Regions from separate parts of the Mus musculus genome. Here regions 1, 2 and 3 are each linked to region 4. A link is a contact called in public Hi-C, HiCAR-type and promoter capture Hi-C data. All regions are on one chromosome and are shown on one strand. The core of a region is the stretch at or near the end of the contact, and the rest is flanking DNA. Distances in the headings are between cores, read along the strand shown.

Region 1 (2,700 bases), core at 31-2,530, 660 kb after region 4:
ACCAACTCTAAGGGTCCTTTGCATACTTTGCTTCGGAAACATATCAAGTGGAAAGAAATAATAGCTAAGAGAATTAACTTCCTAAACTGTTTTATTTTCCCAGTAACTTCCAGCCGAGGGATATCTGGTGTTCTCAGCACTTAGATTATTGGCTGGCGGTCTCGGGCCAGGGAGGGAATCAGGTCCTCAGAAGCAGCTGCTCGACACCTAGAAGCCTAGGGACTTGGGCGGGCCCGGGGTCGAGCCATATGGCCGACCGCTCAGGGCGTGAAGGCTGGAGCTGAAGGTTTCCCCGAAGCGCCCTTTCTCAAGGCCATTGCCCCGACCTGTAACCCGGCCGGGCGGCCCGGCTCGCTCGCTCTCTCGGCGCTCGGCAGGGCGCGGCCCTAGCGCCACCCGGCTCGCCCCGAAGAAGAGGTGGGACTTTCCCCACCGGAAGTGAACGCGTCCAGTCTCGGGGAATTGGGGCACCTCAGCCAGTGTGTCAGGGAAACCCTTCCGGGTTTATATTGGGGGTGGGGGGTGGGGGGTGGGGGGTAGGGGAGGAAAAAAAAAAAGAGGTGGGTTCAACCGGAGTCCCTGCGGCCACCGCCGCCGCCACCGCCGCCGCCGGTCCGCCCCCGCCCCTTCCCCGTCCTTCCGCTAGCAGCAGGGCCCGGGCGGCCCGGTGGCCATGGCCTTGGCTTGACTTAGCCTCCCGGGCGGCTGGGAGCGTGTGGCCAGGACAGCAGGGTAAGCGGCGGCAGAGGTGGCGGCTGCGGGCGCCAGCGTGGAGGTCAGGCAACACCTAACGCGCGTCCCCTTCTTCCCTCTTCCCCGTTCCCCTCCCCCCCCCCCCCCGTTACAGGTCACACGAGCTCCGCGGGACCCTGGGGGCCCAGAGACCCCGCCCCAGCGATAGCGAGCGAGCGAGCGCGCGCGCGCGCGCGGCGGGGCCCGGAGGCTTCGGGCCGGCTCGGCAGGCAGCGGCGCCGGCAGGAAGCGGGGACCCCGGGCCCCTTTGTGTGTGTGTGCGCGCAGGGCGGGGGGGAGGGGTGGCGGGCAGCCCCCGGCCGCCAGGCCCCCGCCCCTTCCCGCGTGGGGGTGCGCCGCGGCTCCCCCCAACCGTCGCTCGGACGCTCGCCGGCGCGCCCTCCTCCCCACGCCCCCCAGGCCGCCCTGGGTTCCTATAGGAAGGGCATCAGCATCCCATCCCCACCCACCCGACGACACTTGGCTCTTTTCCCCTCCCCCTCCTGGAACTTCCTCCTCGTCCCCGGTCGGGCCCTCCGCCTCTCTCCGCACTCTCCTCCCCAGTTCGCACATTTCCGCCCACCTTCCGCCTGGCCTTGCCGCAGCGCAGCTAGCGGGGTGTTATTTTTTCCCCCCCTTGGGTAAGGAGTTGGTGAAGGTGAGACTCATGAGGGAATACAAGGTAGTGGTGTTAGGGAGCGGAGGGGTTGGCAAATCTGCCCTCACCGTGCAGTTTGTCACCGGGACTTTCATTGAGAAATATGACCCCACCATTGAAGATTTCTACCGCAAAGAGATCGAAGTGGACTCTTCCCCGTCAGTACTGGAAATCCTGGACACCGCAGGAACCGAGCAGTTTGCCTCCATGAGAGATCTGTACATCAAGAACGGCCAAGGTTTCATCCTGGTGTATAGTTTGGTTAATCAACAGTCTTTTCAGGTAATCAAACCAAGTCTTGTAATTTCTTTGAAGGGGGTGTGGTAATCCTACATGTACTTCTCATTTGCTTGAGCTGTGCGTTAATGAGCGTGTTTGGCTTTTGAAAGTTTGGCATGGTATGGAAAAGCCCTGGATTGTTTCTGTAGAGAGTGCTAAAGTAACAGACATCGACAAATATTTTAAAGTTATTTTTAAGGAAAAGAAAAGTGAAAAGGAAATAGGTCAGCCTGAGTATTTTTAGCCCTACGGTACAACCTGAAGTTGTTTATTCACTTCAACAAGTATCGATTAACGTGTTCACAAAACCTTCCGTAGATAACCTCAAGTGCGGAGCACGGTGGGCTGGGCGAAATTGTTTGAAGTCCATTCTCTCGTACACTGAGCTAAAACCTGTGTGCCTGCTTTTCCTTCCCCCTGCTCTCCTAGCTCCTAAGGTCCTCAGCTTGAAGCCTAAATCTCAGTGGTGCAAAATGCGGGCTAGGCCTGCTTTCTTGGCATTTTTCTTAGGGGAATGCAGCCGAAAGGGGAAGTTGCTGCTCTAAAAGACTAGTACCTAGGATTCCTAACCCACAGAAAGCAAGGATGACTCTCCTTTTCTCCCGTCGAGCCATATCGTTTCTGCCATCGTAGCCTATACTTACAGAAAAATATGTGGGACTGGGAACGCAGATTTCTTAGCCCAGTGGGGTAGCCAACCTGGATCTGGTCCAGTTGCTTCAGAAAATCCCTCCATCCCTCACCGGGAACTAGACTGAAGTTAACGTTATTTTAAGAGATGCACTAATTGTTGCTATTTATTCCTTGAAAATAAATGACCTTATATTGACCCGTTATATTGACCTCCATTGATTTAGGAAACGGATTTTTTTTCTGCATTTAAAGGTATGCACTTAATGTTGCTTACTTAAGAAATATTAAGTGCCTTAGCCAGAGTAATGTGCTAGTTTCACATTCTTTGGGAGTTGAAGTTAAAGTGCTATGTATGAATTTTTCTGGTAACCTTATACAACAACTTCAAGAACTTCTTT
Region 2 (2,762 bases), core at 185-2,684, 640 kb before region 4:
AGCTGAAGCTCAGCAAGAGTGACTTATACAGCATCACACAGGTAGTGAACTGGCTGGGTAGAGATTTAAATCCATGCTGGTCATATTCCAAAGCTCACACTCTTAACTGCTATGCAGCATGACCTGCTCGCTGTGTAAAGTACATATATAGCCATTAATTCTAGCCTTGTGCATTTGAGGTTCTGGCTTCATCTCAAAAGTGCAGAGTTTCCAATTGTTTCCAATTACTTGTGGCTGTGGTTTGGTGCATTTGTTCAAAGAAAGTGTGCATGCAAAGCGGGGGTCACATGCAAGGCCTCGTGGATGTACACAATGTGTAAATCGTATTGGCATTCCAAAAAGTCCAAGATTCATTGGAGTTACCACATTTGTTTCTCATTAGATTATGCTACTCAAAGACAAACAGTAAAGCATGTGTTTACATTACTGTGGACATGGAGAGCCATGCCCCCAAAACATTCCTTGCAGGTTGTATAAAGCTAAGCACCCAAACAATTCCAAATCAGTTTTTGTGAGCCCAGCTTAATAGCTTTAAAATGTAACCTGGATTCCCCACCCCTCCCCCCAAAAATTGCCTAGAAGACATGTGAGCAGCCAAAGAGACATCAGCTCAATACCCAAACTATGTATCAAACCCCGTATTTCCAGTATCTATTTTGTTAGTTATTCTTTATTATTTTGTAAATGTTAAGGTGATTAGAGTCAAGAAAACTCTTAGCTGTATAGCAACAGGAATGGCATTATTGATTCCATCCTAACTGGCTGTCCAAAGCCTATCAAAACAAACCCATTCATGATGAGATGGTTTGGTTATGTAAGACACAGTAGATGCAAAGCAAGACAGGGGCATCCAGTGTTATTAAGAGCATAGCGTTGTTGCCCCTTCTTGGTTTTGTTTTGTTTTGTTTTGTTTTACTTTTGAAACAGGGGTCTCACTATGAAGCCTCTGCTACTCTGGAACTCCCTAAGCAGACCATGCAAGCCTCTAACTCACAGAGATCCAGTTACCCACCTCTCTCTGCTAGGGTGCTGGAATTAAGGCGTGCACCACCACACCTACTTTTATTGCCCTGTCTTTACTTTCCTACCCAATAGTAAAAGTCTTTCCCATCAAGTTGTAGTTAACACCTAGCCTCCAAGAGAACGTCATAGAGTAGGAAGTTACCAGAAATCAAGGCAACCGAATTAAAAAAGGGTAACTGAAAGTCTCAGTTATAGATGTCTTTACCTAACTAGTACGTTTCTTAGAGCACTTGGGACTTAAGGACTTAATGATTTTTTTTTTTTACTAAGATCTTTATCAATCACCCAGTAAGGTCTTATATACTCTCTGAGGCTCAGAGTGTTCCCTTGATGAAGAAACTGGGAATGGCAGACTTCCCTGCCGCAAAAATTCGAGGGCTGCATTCCAAAGGACTTTGTGAGTATGTGAGAGGACATGTGCTCAGTCCCAGCTCAGTGTGAGGCTGATAAGACTCTTGCCCTTACAATCAGGACAGTAACAAGAGGCGCATTGTCTGTACCATGTAGACAGATCAAGAGGGGTTTCTCCCATGGGCCTCATTGCAGCATATTTGATCCCTGTAAGAACAAGAAGTATATTATTCAGATCTTTGTTCTCTTGTCAACCAAGCATGAAAAGAACGTTGACCAAATTGTGTTGTCCCATGTTGTAGTGCCCCTTTGTGGATATGTATTTAAGAATATGAAATTGATATATTCTAGAAAGCCTGGTTTTTTTTTCCTGCACCCTGATTCTAATTTTCTTACATAATTATGTCAGGGTTTTGTTTCCTTTTATTGCATGAACCTGAGTACCCGTTTCTATGCTTACTTTTCAGTGTTTGCCTTTCTGATCAAATGAAGTCAATCACCTTTATAGAAGAGGCTTTTCATTCTCCTTACAAGGGGATTTTTATTAACTATGATGGCAAAAGGTCATGATGGCCATACCTCAGGAAAAAGAAAAATGTCATTGTCTTCTACTCTCTTCACAAACTGGTTTGAAGAGTAATAACAAGGATTCCAGCAAGCATAATAATAATAATCACATACATCTGGCTAGCACCATTCAAGTCCAAAGCCAGCTCCAGAGAGTTTCTAAGAAGCAGGGTAATAGTGTGAAACCTTTATTAGAGTGTGACATAAACCTTAAATCTCAGTTACTTAGGAAGCTGAGGCAGGAGAATATCTTTGAACTCTTAAGTGTGAGACCAGCCTGAGAACATTCTAGAACCTGACCCCCCCCCAAAAAAAACACAAACAAATAACAAAAGTACCTCATCTGGGGTTTAGTCACATTAAGACTCTGGAAGACAGGTGTATTTAGAAATGCAGATGTGTTTTGTCTTTGAGATGTTATGAATCCAGCTTAGGACCTCATACCTACCAAACTCTCTGGAACTTACCACTGAGCTACATCCCCAGCCTAGGGAGCCTCATTTCCAACAAGCATCTTAGATAACTTTTATACAAGTTTTATTCTCATTTCCATGGTTGTCTATGGATTCGGAGTACACTCTCTTTAATCTAGCAATCCTACTAAAGGAAATGATAAAAAATGTGAGGTGATATGAAAACACTTGATGAGAATAACTATGTGTGGGAAGTCAGACATAACTATAATGCAAACATTGGATGCTGAAAAGTGGTTAAGGAAATTTTGATAAATTCCTTTATTGCTGTATGTTTTTACCACAGTTCAAATACTATAGTTTTCTTATTCATTATAAGACTTCTATGAGGCAAACACTATTTCTCAC
Region 3 (2,781 bases), core at 47-2,546, 930 kb before region 4:
ATACTGAGCTCCTACTACATACAAGACACTGGGCTAAAGTTGTCTACGTGTGCACATGAGTGGAGTCACAAAGAGAACCAATCTGATGGAATGATTCAATTTCTGTAGAGCATAGATAATGATTATATGCTTTTTCTTCTCAAAGGGGCATTTGATTCTCAAAGAAATGTCTTTCCATTGGTGAGAATTAAGTAGAAGAAACGTGGATTGACATCCAGGAAATCTTCTAAATAGGGCTCTACTCCAGGTATGAAACAGACTAACCATGACTTAATGAATTTCATCTGTAAAATGATTTCCTGAATGAGTTACTCTCACCAGCTACACTTTGCTTTATGAGGGTCGCCCGTGATTATCCTGTAGATGATATGATTCACCTAGGAATCAGGATCAAGTGCCTAAATTCACACACACACACACACACACACACACACACACACACACACACACACACATGCACACATTTACTTTGTGTGGTTCTATTGAATGAGACCCAGCAAGCTACACGGGCTTCCAGACCTTTTAGGTACAAAGATGAGCCAGGCTGTGAAATCCAGAGGTCCCCAGCGCTCTGGAACGTGACTATTTGTGGGTAGGCTTTGAGGGCTTGGCCACAGCTGCATTGGGAAAGGGTTCCCAAGAAACCTTTCTCAGAAAACAGCAAGGAGAGGGATTTTGTGCTTAGGAAACCTTGTGTGGGCTCTGGTGGCCAGAAGGAGCCAGATCTGGGTGGGAGAAGGCCTAGGGTCGAGTCGGGTGTGTGTGTGTGTGTGTGTGTGTGTGTGTGTGTGTGTGTGTACCTAAACCGCAGACCTCCACTCCACTCCAAGGAAGATGGAGAGCTTGCAAAGGCTGAAAAGGAAAAGCCCTCCCGGCTGTAGGCCAAAGGGAGGCGGAAAGGAGGAGTGAGGCTGGGGAACTTCTCCCAGAGCCAGTCAGAGGGGACTGCTGCTGGGAAGCCAATCAGCGTGCCTGAGCCTGCAGCCCCTCTGCAGTAGTTATGCCAGAGCGCCCAGTGTAGAGCAGCGGCGAGCGAGTGTCAGGGCAGGATTGCCGGGAGCCACCGCACACGCTCCTTATCCTCTTCCCGCGCCTCTCCCACCAAGGCTTGCCCGCCACCTTGGTAAACCCAATCTCCCAGCTAAGCTCCTTGCCACGCCCCGCATCCCGCAGGCCAGCAGCTACACGACCCCACGCCGTCCTCCAGGCAGCGCGGCTCGCCTTGCCTCGCCCCGCCCCGTCCCTCCTCGCCACGCCCACAAGGCTCCGCCCCGGGCCGCCCCGCACCGCCAAGCTGTTCCCGCCCTCGCCCAGCGCCCAGGTAGCTGCGAGGAAACTTTTGCGGCGGCTGGGTAGCGGCTCCTCTCTTGCTCTGTCGGGCTACTGCCAGACTTGCTGAGTCTCGGGACCGCTCCGGCTCTTATTGCCACTCTCTCGTGCTCTCCTCGCTCCCCCAAGAAGCAGGATGGCCGGGACCGTGCGCACCGCGTGCTTGCTGGTGGCGATGCTGCTAGGCTTGGGCTGCCTGGGACAGGCGCAGCCCCCGCCGCCTCCAGACGCCACCTGTCACCAGGTCCGTTCTTTCTTCCAGAGACTGCAGCCCGGACTCAAATGGGTTCCAGAAACCCCTGTACCAGGTGAGTAGGGGTCCCTTGAGCATTCCCCGCGCACAGTGGAAAGCCAAGGCGCGCGTGGTGGCTCTTCCCAGAGCGCGCTAGCCTGGTGGGGCCGCAGCGGCCGTGCTCTCTGCTGCAGGATACCTGGGAATGGTTGCTGTGCCTGGGGCCTGGACCATCTACCAAGGGAGGGAAGCACAGTATGGGACTCTGTCCACATGCCCCGGGCTCACGCTGCTGTCAGGAACTGTGCAAGCCAGAGCGAGGAACAGCAGAGATCGCCTTTCTAGCGCCCATTTTTTTTGGGGGGGGGAGGGCGGGAAGGTGGGAGCTGGCTCCCCTCTGCTCTTAGCAAACCGGCTTCACAACGTGAAGACTGTGACTCGGGAATTTATCTCCCTTACTAGCACGTCTGCCTTAGCTGGACCCGTAGTTCTGGCCACACTTTATCCACCGTGTGTCCCCCCATGCTTTCCGTTCCCCAGTCTGGGTTCCCGAGGCTGGCCGGGCCCAAGTGCAGGCAAAGTTGAGCACAAATCTTTGAATCCTCAGAGGCTAGAGAAGACACAGTGAAGGAAACTTTTGAGTAGGAGGGTCCTCCAAAACGTGCAAGACTGAGCCTTTCCCTTCAAAACAGCTTCCCTTATCTAGGTTGGCAAATCTCTTTAAAAATCGGCGGTGCTTGGCCTACGGAGCACGAATCCAAAAAGGATTTGACTCCTCCCCCGCCCAAATTCATCTGCCTTGACAGGCTGGACCCCGAAGAGGAGAAGATTTTAGGCAGAGGAAAGTTTCAGAGCGCCTGCCTTTTGTTCTGCACAATCAGATCATTTTGTAGGGGCATATTTTAACCTTAGCTCAGGGCTGCCGCTGTCAACAGATGAATATTAATTGCCTTGTGTGATTGACTGTCCAGCGGTTGGGCGCTTAACGCCTGCCTTAGAATCCAATCAGGGCAAGTTGCTATACTAACAATACGTGCAGGAAGAATGGGTTTCGAAAAGATTAATTTTTCAGAGGTGCGCTTGGAAGAAAGCAGCCAGCCGTATTTGCACACAGACGTTTGTGGCTTCCAGGCTCTCCTTCCGAAGACTCGTGCATCCAGCTAGGCGCTCATCCCGCGCTTGGGAGACATTGGGAACAAGCCTCGCCACAACTTGGCTGG
Region 4 (2,700 bases), core at 47-2,546:
AGAAGGGCTAGGTGACAGTTAAAAAAAAATGGCCTGACAAGAACCCTTCTTTAACTAGCCTCACACTCATTTGGTACACCTAGGCAAGAAGCATTGCAGATAAACATCACCTAGTATTTTGAGTTGCCTAAAGGTTTCTACATTTTATCCTCACACTAGCCTAATTGGTTAAAATGGAGGCATTACTATTAGTCTTATGTGACAGAAGAGGAAATTGAGCCTCAGGAAGGGCAAATTATTTTGCCATAGTTTCTGTAAGCAAGTGGAATAATCCCAAGGGCTCCTGAATCAGGCTTTGCATGCTGCTCCACTGTGCAAGGGAGATAATGTTCTGGAGAGAAACACCCCTATACTAGCTAGCACTCAGCTTACAGCATCCTTTTCCAGTGGCCACCACCACCGGTGCTACTACTTTGAAACATTGCTGCTAACCCACACATCTTGTGCATCAGTTAGGCTGGGAGTGCATGTTCAGTAATGGAAACTCCAGTGTCTTCATGCACTGCACATTCCCCCATTCATTAGCTAGGAAATGTCTGCGACCCAGCTTGCCAGGGGCCTTGTTCTGAAGGAATATCCCTTCTTAAATCTCTGCAGCCCTGTTTTCCCAGATGAAAAGAGCCCTTGGACAACTGGGCTTGATAATAAACCCATACATATTTATTTAGAGACATGTTCTAATTATGAAAAAACTAAAAGGTTGGATCGTGCTTGGTTTTCTGAGAATAAATCCCGGTTCTGTGCTGTGTGACCTTGGGTGCATATCTAATTCTCTCTGGGCTTCAGATTCTTCATATGCCACAACACCTTGAGCAAGATGGTCTGACTCTGATGTGGTGTGTAGTTAGACATCCATCCATTCAATCAACGGTAGTGAGTGAGTGAAATCTTTCTGAGGGCGGTGGGCTTGGTGCATGAGATTCATAAGGGGACAGGAATTAGAGTGAGAGTGCTTTGAAAATGCTCAAAAATCCCCCGTGTAAGGTTTTTTAGTCATGCTTTATTGCCATGCTGACTTACCTTTTCAGAAAATACCCCCCTCTTCCGTTGCAGAATGGAAATTGGCAAAGAGAGAGGGAAAGGGTCCAATTTGCGCCTTTGCTATTTTAAGGGAGGCTGAAATTATGAGCCAAAGTGGAGTGATGCGCTCTCTGGAGTGACCTCCGTTCTCCAACACAGGAGAAAACCCAGGTCTTTTGCTTGTGAAGTGGCTGGGGCTCTTGGGCGCGAGGCATTATTATATAAATTCAGGCTCGCTCCTGATCCTTAGTACCCTGAGTTGCCTGAAGGGGGGAATGGCACTGCCTGCGTTTGCAGCCCGGGCGCTCGGGCCGCCACTGCAACCGGAGCAAGGAGCGCCCGCCCGCACCACCTGTCCCCGCCGGCATTCCAGAGTAGAGGCCGAATTGGCAGCAAGCCGGCCCGGGTCTGTTGCCGCCTCAGTCCGCGCCGGCCCTCCTAGGGGTGTGTCTCTCGGATTCAACTCCCCGCCGCTCCAGGACAAGCCCCCAAAGGCATTTTCTTCCTTGGCGGGAGCCTTGCGCGCCCCGCTCTTCGCGCTGCTGCCTCGAGGCCGCCGCAGGCGGATGCACGACCTCAGGCGACGCTGGGACCTGGGCTCCCTCTGCCGGGCCCTGCTCACTCGGGGCCTGGCAGCCGTGGGCCACTCGCTCAAGCACGTGCTCAGTGCGATCTTCTCCAAGATTTTCGGTCCCTTGGCCAGGTACGTGGTGAGCGAACGTGGGGCTTTCGCTCCGGGTCCAGGGTGAGCCCGGGCGGCGGGAGGAGGGAAGGCAGTTGGGAGCGAGGGCAAGGCTCAAAGTTCCAGGGTGCCGGTGGTGGCGGGGCTGGGGGACTCGAGACGGGTTGAGCGCGCAACTGACCGCTGTTCCGCGGGAAAGGGCTGCGCTGCCTCTGCTTGCAAAGTCAGGCAGCCCGCGGGCTCCTTCCTTCTCCCCCTGGGGAACCCCGAAGCCCCAGCTCACTTCTAGAGGCCACCCGGTGAGCAACGGGACGCGCGCCAAGGGAGCCCGGGTTTAGGGTCAGCAGCTCGCGCACAAGGAGGGAAATGGGGTCCGGGGCCCCAGAGAGTCCCGCGGGCCAACGGGATGGGGATGGGAGCTCGAGAGAGGAGAGCGGGAAGCACCCAGCGCCTGAAGAGGGGTGGCGTGAGTTAGGGAGTAGAGAGACCAGGACCGGAGGGATCCTGCGGCCGCGGAGTGGGTCGGGGTTTTTCCGCGGGGGAGGGGGCCAACGGCCAGCGGGATGGAGTCGGGGTGAGGGGGGGTGTGCGGCAGAAGCCACAGCGCTGAGCCTGCCGGGAAGGAAGGAAGCGGGGAAGGGCGCCGCCGCCGCCGTGGTGGAGTACTCGGTACGGACGGGAGGGGAAAGGGGCGCAACGGTGGCGCCACGGGGAGGGGGCGGTGCGGGAGCGAGGCGAGCACGGGCCAAGCTGCGGGATTGACGTAACGAGCTTGGGTTTCCCCCAGCGTCGGGAACATGGATGAGAAATCTAACAAGCTGCTGCTGGCTTTGGTGATGCTCTTCCTATTTGCGGTGATCGTCCTCCAATACGTGTGCCCCGGCACAGAATGCCAGCTCCTCCGCCTGCAGGCGTTCAGCTCCCCGGTGCCGGATCCGTACCGCTCGGAGGATGAGAGTTCGGCCAGGTTTGTACCCCGCTACAATTTCAGCCGCGGC

The links. Promoter capture Hi-C pulls out the DNA fragments that hold promoters and counts their contacts. A called contact is a pair of places that touch in the nucleus more often than the background predicts. HiCAR-type assays count read pairs that join an accessible place to other places.
Region 1: a Hi-C map of LSK cells shows a contact between it and region 4, with 7 times the contacts expected there. The contact joins the promoter of Rap2c here to the promoter of Hs6st2 in region 4. A contact is called at or near these places in 1 of 39 promoter capture datasets (embryonic stem cells), 2 of 484 Hi-C or Micro-C datasets (LSK cells and embryonic stem cells) and 1 of 115 datasets of contacts at active chromatin or transcription factors (epiblast stem cells).
Region 2: a promoter capture Hi-C map of the 3T3-L1 cell line shows a contact between it and region 4, with 4 times the contacts expected there. The contact joins the enhancer-like site here to the promoter of Hs6st2 in region 4. A contact is called at or near these places in 4 of 39 promoter capture datasets (the 3T3-L1 cell line, hippocampal neurons and liver) and 1 of 9 other capture datasets (adipose tissue).
Region 3: a HiCAR-type map of astrocytes shows a contact between it and region 4, with 5 times the contacts expected there. The contact joins the promoter of Gpc3 here to the promoter of Hs6st2 in region 4. A contact is called at or near these places in 2 of 39 promoter capture datasets (hippocampal neurons and liver) and 1 of 115 datasets of contacts at active chromatin or transcription factors (astrocytes).

The regions. Positions count from the first base shown.
Region 1 is chrX:51,016,598-51,019,297 of GRCm38.p6, reverse strand. It overlaps Rap2c (RAP2C, member of RAS oncogene family), which reads left to right and starts at 1,280. Exons shown (of 3, transcript NM_172413.2): 1 at 1,280-1,672. The coding sequence starts at 1,400.
Region 2 is chrX:52,319,488-52,322,249 of GRCm38.p6, reverse strand. The region is part of intron 6 of Gpc3 (glypican 3); the gene reads left to right. Among named protein-coding and RNA genes, the nearest start is that of Mir6384, 57 kb to the left of the region's middle. Within about 2 kb of position 1,434, at least 6 of the 459 cell types and tissues checked have an H3K27ac peak or open chromatin away from gene starts, as enhancers often do.
Region 3 is chrX:52,612,489-52,615,269 of GRCm38.p6, reverse strand. Gpc3 (glypican 3) reads left to right here and starts at 1,296. Exons shown (of 8, transcript NM_016697.3): 1 at 1,296-1,637. The coding sequence starts at 1,466. The region is part of intron 4 of A630012P03Rik (RIKEN cDNA A630012P03 gene); the gene reads right to left.
Region 4 is chrX:51,680,198-51,682,897 of GRCm38.p6, reverse strand. It overlaps Hs6st2 (heparan sulfate 6-O-sulfotransferase 2), which reads left to right and starts at 1,296. Exons shown (of 5, transcript NM_001077202.2): 1 at 1,296-1,723; 2 at 2,490-2,700. The coding sequence starts at 1,296. It overlaps Gm35727 (a long non-coding RNA gene), which reads right to left and starts at 1,141. Exons shown (of 3, transcript XR_391681.3): 1 at 1,021-1,141.